2 separate regions of the Rattus norvegicus genome follow, and region 2 is linked to region 1. The links are chromatin contacts, called in public Hi-C maps. All regions are on one chromosome and are shown on one strand. Each heading gives the region's core, a stretch centred on a gene start, on an enhancer-like site or on the middle of the called end of the contact. The rest is flanking DNA. Distances are from core to core; before and after follow the strand shown.

What was found. A called contact is a pair of places that touch in the nucleus more often than the background predicts.
Region 2: a contact with region 1 is called in a Hi-C map of prefrontal cortex, with 2.2 times the contacts expected there. The contact joins two enhancer-like sites. A contact is called at or near these places in 2 of 12 Hi-C or Micro-C datasets (frontal cortex and prefrontal cortex).

Annotation. Positions count from the first base shown.
Region 1 is chr12:33,197,076-33,200,301 of GRCr8, reverse strand. It overlaps Adgrd1 (adhesion G protein-coupled receptor D1), which reads left to right. Exons shown (of 25, transcript XM_017598511.3): 10 at 2,506-2,623. Among named protein-coding and RNA genes, the nearest start is that of Adgrd1, 41 kb to the left of the region's middle. Within about 2 kb of position 1,686, at least 14 of the 93 cell types and tissues checked have an H3K27ac peak or open chromatin away from gene starts, as enhancers often do. A contact at or near this core is called in prefrontal cortex, where this site is marked.
Region 2 is chr12:33,276,820-33,280,045 of GRCr8, reverse strand. LOC120095937 (a long non-coding RNA gene) reads left to right here. Exons shown (of 3, transcript XR_005491912.2): 1 at 1-2,750. Among named protein-coding and RNA genes, the nearest start is that of Ran, 36 kb to the left of the region's middle. Within about 2 kb of position 1,790, at least 7 of the 93 cell types and tissues checked have an H3K27ac peak or open chromatin away from gene starts, as enhancers often do. A contact at or near this core is called in prefrontal cortex, where this site is marked.

The DNA of each region.
Region 1 (3,226 bases), core at 437-2,936:
GCCCGCTCACGTACATACATTCTACAGACATCTGCTGGAACCTGCTTTTCTGTAATTTTATCAAGAACTTTTGCCAAGATGGGGTTGAAGAGAGAGCTCACAGGCGTGTAGAACGGAGTTTGGATCCCAGGCGCCCACACGAATGCTGGGTGGACATGCTACCCTCCCCGTAACTCCAACCTGAGAAGGCAGGGACAGGGGATCCCCAGATCAAGATGGCTAGCCATCTAGGTGTGCTCTAGGTTTGACGGAGAGACCCTCCCTCAATGAGTAAGGTAGATTAATGATTTAGGCCAAGTCTCAACATGGGGCCCCACATGTATGCATGCACGTGTGTGAATATATACCCCCACACACAAAAACATGCATGCACGTACATACCACACACCCTCGCAAAAGAGGGGAATGTGGGGAAAAGAATGTTTGCCAAGGTACTCTTTATTCTGAGCACCATATTTGTCAAGTATAGGCCATGCTACAATGACAACAGACCCCACCTCACAATGACTGAGCATAGCGGGCATCTCACCTCTCAAATATTCAGTCTATGCTATGATTCAGAGATCTCATGCTCCGCCCAGATTTTGGGCCACACATGACTCTAAGTGCCCGGGAGGGCCCTGAGGCACCAAGATGCTTGCTCTCCACACTCAAGTGCTCACTCTCCTGGTCCCTCCTCCTTTCAAACATTTAAAGCTTTTCTGCAAGGTTCAGAGGCAGAAGAGACAGCCAATTCTCACCTAATTAATATGATGGCGCGAGAGCTTGCCGTGCCATCTTTATTGAACAGCTTCATGTGAAATTAGACCGTACAACATTGGCAAATGGGACAGAGAGGGGGAGTTGTGAATGTTAAAGTAACAGTCTACATAGAAACACATTTTGTTGTTGTTTTCAAGAAGCGTAGCTCTCCAGGGATAGGTTTTTTCTTCTTCTTCTTCTTCTTCTTCTTCTTCTTCTTCTTCTTCTTCTTCTTCTTCTTCTTCTTCTTCTTCTTCTTCTTCTTCTTCTTCTTCTTCTTCTTCTTCTCCTCCTTCTCCTTCTCCTTCTCCTTCTCCTCCTCCTCCTCCTCCTTCTTCTTCTTCTTCTTCTCCTCCTTCTCCTTCTCCTCCTCCTTCCTCCTTCCTCCTCCTCCTTCTTCCTCCTCCCTCCTCCTTCTCCTCCTCCTCTTCTTCTTCCTCTTCCTCCTCCTCTTCTTCTTCTTCCTCTTTTTATTCTTCAAAGATTTGTTTATTCTATATGGGTACACTGTAGCTGTCTTCAGACACACCAGAAGAGGGCATCAGATCTCATTACAGATGGTTGTGAGCCATCACACGGTTGCTTTGAACTCAGGACTTCTGGAAGAGCAATCAGTGCTCTTAACCACTGAGCCGTCTCTCCAGCCAAGGGATAGGTTTCTAAGGGGCTTTGTGTACAAGTTGCTGTCTGAAACACAGGGCGGATAGCCAGTGGGAACAGCCAGAAGAGGGACGGCAGCCAGGGGAGGCCTCCGACCAACAGATTTTCTTCATTGATTTAAATGAACTTTCTTTGAATGTAAAATATGCAAATCTGCTGCAAAATATGAATAATTATGAAACAATCCCGGCTTAGGCAAATTTCTGAGCACTGAAGGGAAGTGTGCACATGAACCGCTCTGCTCCTCATAGAACTGGGTGCCAAAGACACAGACGCTCTGATTGGAATCAGACCACGGGCCTAAGAGACAATGTCTAAAATTGGCCCGTGCGTCTGGTTCCGCCTCAGTGGGTCCTCCTGGAGTGCCTGTGAGTGGTTGCCGAGAGCTCAGCAGCGACAGATGCTGTCTAAGAAAGGATAGAAGGGGATGGGAGGGTGAGGCAGAACTGGGCAAGGGGCCTGAGAGAACTCATCTCTCCTTGCCGTGACGTCTGAGGTTCAAGAGAGTCAGAAGGAGCTGGACGTAAACCCTGGCATGAATGATTCTTAACAGTCAGCAGAGGTCTGTGAAACTAAGAGGGCCCTGCCTTCCTGTGGGCAGAACCCAGTGGTGTCCTTTCTCCCTTAAAGACGCTGAATAGGTAAAGAGGACTACTAGACGCAGAATCAAAGAAGCCAGAGGGAAATGGAGGTCTGGTCTGGTACCTCTAAAGAGGTTGCCACTTCATTGAGGGTGGAAAAGGATCGATGGTGTCCTCGTGCCCCAGAGGACTCAGGGTCATTATTTGTAAGACTGAGGCACGGGCAGACCTGAGATTTGCCCCAGGTCCTTCAAGGCTTCATAGCAGAGCTCTGAACAGGTGTCTGAGCTGTCTGGTCACTCAGGAGTTCTAGGACATTGGGTGAGCTTTGACTTGTGCGTCCTGTGCTTTGCGAACTCATCGGGTGAGCGTCACCTCCTAGGCTTCGAAGTGAGGCAGCTGGGTGATTTCTCTCTCTGACAGCTGTCAGGGGGGGAAGTGAAGCTCTGGGTTCTTTATGCATTCATCTCATGTGGGGCTGAAGGTGGTGGTCCTCAGAGTTTCACGTCTGTGTTGCTTGCAGGACAATGCCGTGACGCTGGGCCTGGTTGACACCATCGATACCGTCATGGGCCACATATCATCCAACCTGCAGCCCAGAGAACCCCATATCTCCCTCACAGGCTCTTCCTCCATGGCAGGTAGCCATTATCAGATTGGAAGGCAGTGGGGGTTGTGGGAGAAAGTGTTGGTCGGTCGTGCAGGCTGCTGGCTTTCACACCGCCTGAGGCTCACACAGCAGTTGAGAAAAAGCACCATTTTCTGAGCTCCGGCACCTTGTGCAAAATCCCAGTTTGGAAGGAAGCTGGGTTAGAATTAGGGGCTGGGTTATGGCATCTACACGTGACTGTGTAAGCAGTCACGACAACGTGTGTGTGGGTGCCTTATGGCAGTCATCTGGGCTTAAACCGAATGGGAATCGGAGCTTCTTGAGTCTCTGGGTCCTTAAGTATCCAGTGGGATGCTCTTTGCCTTAGAGATGTGGAGTGGGTGAAGAAGGGGAGGGGAGGAGTCAAGGAGTCCAGAACGTGAGTCTGGATGAATGCCAGAGTGGGATATCGGAGGAAACAGCCTGGCTTTCCCAGGATGAGTCAGGGCCTCCACAGACAGGCGTGCATGCATTCTTTGCTTTGAATCTCCGTCAGGACACTTCGGGCCAGCAACACCACACAGCTTCATCTGCCCCCAGAGTCACTCCCTCCACACACATGGTTTCATTTTCCCTTTTCTGATGGGGTCTCCCA
Region 2 (3,226 bases), core at 541-3,040, 80 kb before region 1:
CCCTCCCACTGGGGGTGGCTATTTCAATCTGCGTCGGGGTGGGGCACAGAGCTCCAGGCCACAGCCTAGAGGTTTCATGCAGGTTGATGTTATAGGTTGATGGTTTCAGTATTAGCCACGCTGTCGATTTTGTTCAACCCGATGTACAAATTCGGTGATTCCAGAAGAAAGTCACAGCAGAGTGTAAAGAAAGTAACGAGCATTAAAAACAAAACAAAACAAAACAAAACAAAACAAAAACAAAAAACCCCAAAAACCTAGAACTGCGAAAGAAACAGGACAGTTGAGGCAAGTTTGAGGAAAGTCACCAGAGTCCAAGGAAGGTCATGAAGGGCAAGATGACTACAAATTTTATACCCTGGTGATCCAGCCCAGACCAGCCTAAGCCTGTCATGTGGCATTTGCGGAAGGGTCCCCCATGATGTCTCTCTGCCTTGACTGTCTTTGGTACCATTTGCGCAGCAGTCTCTGGGGCCGGGAGAGGCTGGAGTCTGATGGGCAAGATCACGGCCATGGGGATGACTGGAGTGTGCTTGGAGCATCTCAAACGTTTTTTTAAACACAGACCCAGAAACTTTAGATGGAGTAGCAGCTTTCCTAGAGGTTCACCCCTCATCCTTAAGCCCAGACACTGCCCTTCCTTTAATGATGGTAAAGGACACATAGCATAAAGTTCCCATGTTAACTACTTGCAACATGGAATTTGGTGGTCTTAGAGTGGTCACGATGTAGGGTAGCCATCATCACCATCACCATCATCACCATCACCATCACCATCACCATCATAATCATCACCATCACCATCACCATCATCATCACCACCACCATCATCATCATCATCATCATCATTATCATCATCATTGGCTTCCTCAACCTCATCACCTTGTGTTGGCTGTTCATTGCTGTAACAAAGTCCCGAGGGAAGCAGCTTAAAAAAAAGGAAGGGTTTACTTCAGCTCATAGTTTCGGTTCACAGTTGTTTGGGCCTGGTTTTCCAGGCCTGTGGCCAGCAGAGTTATCTTGGAGAGAACCAGAAGAGACAGTGTCTGCAATACCAGCAGAGGCCAGAAGAGGGCACTGAATCCTCCGGAGCTGGAGTTACAGAAGGTTGGGAGTCACCTCAGGCACCTGAGAAGCAGAGACAGGAAGCAGAAGTTCCCACTATCTCCTTCGAGGGCATGCTTCTGATGGCCTGACTTCCTCCTACCACACTTCCACTAGCTTCCCATAGCACCATAGGCACTGGCAATCCTTTGTCACAAGCAACCCTAAGCAGAAACCCATTCTCCTGTTACCAGCTGCCCCCACTCTGCCTTCTCAGCTGTGTCAACGACACAAACCTAGTCACCTGGGAAGAAGACACCTCCATTGAGGAACTGCCTCCATTAGCTTGACCTGGGGGCATGTGTCTACCAGGCAGTTTTTTTTTTTTTTTATCTGTTCAGCCAACTGTGGGCGGCACCATCCCTAGGCCTAGATGATTCTGGGCTGTATAAGAAAGCAGGCAAAATAATATAGTTGCAAGTTGCTTCCACAGTTTCTGTTGTAGCTCCTGCTTGAGTTCATACCCTGACGCCCTCTGTGATGAAGTATGATCTGGGAGCGTAAGACAAATAAACCCCTTCTTCCTCAAGTCGTTTTTAGTCATGCTGTGGATCTCAAAATTTGAAAAAGCAAGCCAGAGCACTCTGCAAGCGCGGATCTGTTTTCTGTTTGCATGGATTCCTCTGGACAGCTCAGTTAAACGTGGCCTTCTGCCTAACTTCTCGCTCGGATCGTGTTTTAAGAGCAGCCCACGTTGTAGCATGTGGCAGAACCTCATTTCTCTCTGGAGCTGAGCGTGGACCTCATTTGCATATCCACTTATCGCTGCCGAGCATTTGGTGTCTACTCGTTGGCTATAGTCAAGCAGCCTTTGTGTGTGGTGTGCTTTGAACACCTTTACTGCTTTTCTATGCCCAGACACAAGTGGGCTTACAGGTCAAGTGCTGACTCTGGATCAGATGGGCCTCACAGAAGCTGTCCTATTCATGGTCAGCTATAGTCTCTGTTTCCTCACAGGCTTGCTTTATTCTGGAACGTTCCTGTTATTGAGAATTGGGGGGTCTCTTCTCGGACTTTCTAAGCCCAGCAGAGCGGGATACCTGAAACAATGTTCTGATTCAAGTCGCCAAAACACGGAGTCTTGCAGACCCCACGCAAGGAGTCCCTCGCTAAGGGGTTCCCGTCAGGATGCCTGTTCTGTCAGGTGTGAAGCCCACAGAGATGTGTCTTTCCTTTCTAAATTCGGCAACAGGGCAGCAGGCAGCATCTCCAGAGGACTCGCCTCTGATGCCGTGTGGAATATGGTTCTGCCTGCTCTTCACCACCTGAGTGGTGCAGAAAACAAGGCTTGGCAGATAATCGTCTAAAAGCCCAAGTTATTCACCAAAAGACATATTTAGAGCCCCCTGAGAATGGTACCCAATCCCCATAGCCCAAGCAGCCAGACATTCCCATGATCCTCCTTGCCCTGTCCTGCTCTGAGAAGTGCTAACCTCCTGCTGTCTGAGTGATTTCTCCCCCTATCTCATCCCTGCCGCCCTAATCCCCCTTTCCCCCCTCCTTTTTTATGATTTAAATTTATTCTCTTGTGGTTCTAGAAGCCAGAATGGAAACATCAGGGTGTTCCCAGGGCTGGCTTCCGGGAGCTTCTGGGAGAACTCTTCCTGTCTTTTCCAGCTGTGAGAGACACCACGATCTTGCCTAAGGTGAGGCTCTCCCACATTAGTCAGTCCTCCACCTCCTCCTTCATCCCGCCTCATCTCTCCCTCCTCCCTCAAACCCCGGATGCCCCGTCACATGTCTGATGGTTACACCACAGCTGTGATAACCAGGAAGACCTCCCATTTCAGGCTCCCTAAACATACCGTTCGCAGGCTCTCACACCCTGTTCAGTGACTTCTTACTGGGCTCTTTCTCAACTGTCACAGCCTGGCATTCCACAGACTTGCTTTGTGTGGCTGGTGCCGGTGACAGAGTGCCTCTGTCTGGGGAGAGCACCCCTCTCCATTTCTGGGCTTGGCTGTTGTTCACTATTCCTTGATTCAGTCATCATCCGAGGGGGAGAGAGACAGGATGATAGAGATGTAGAGATGGACAGAAAGAAAAAGAAGATGAAGACACAGATGTGAACGGAGGAGCAGGCTGACGGCGCTGCACACCTCCAGGAGGAGCAGACTGGCTC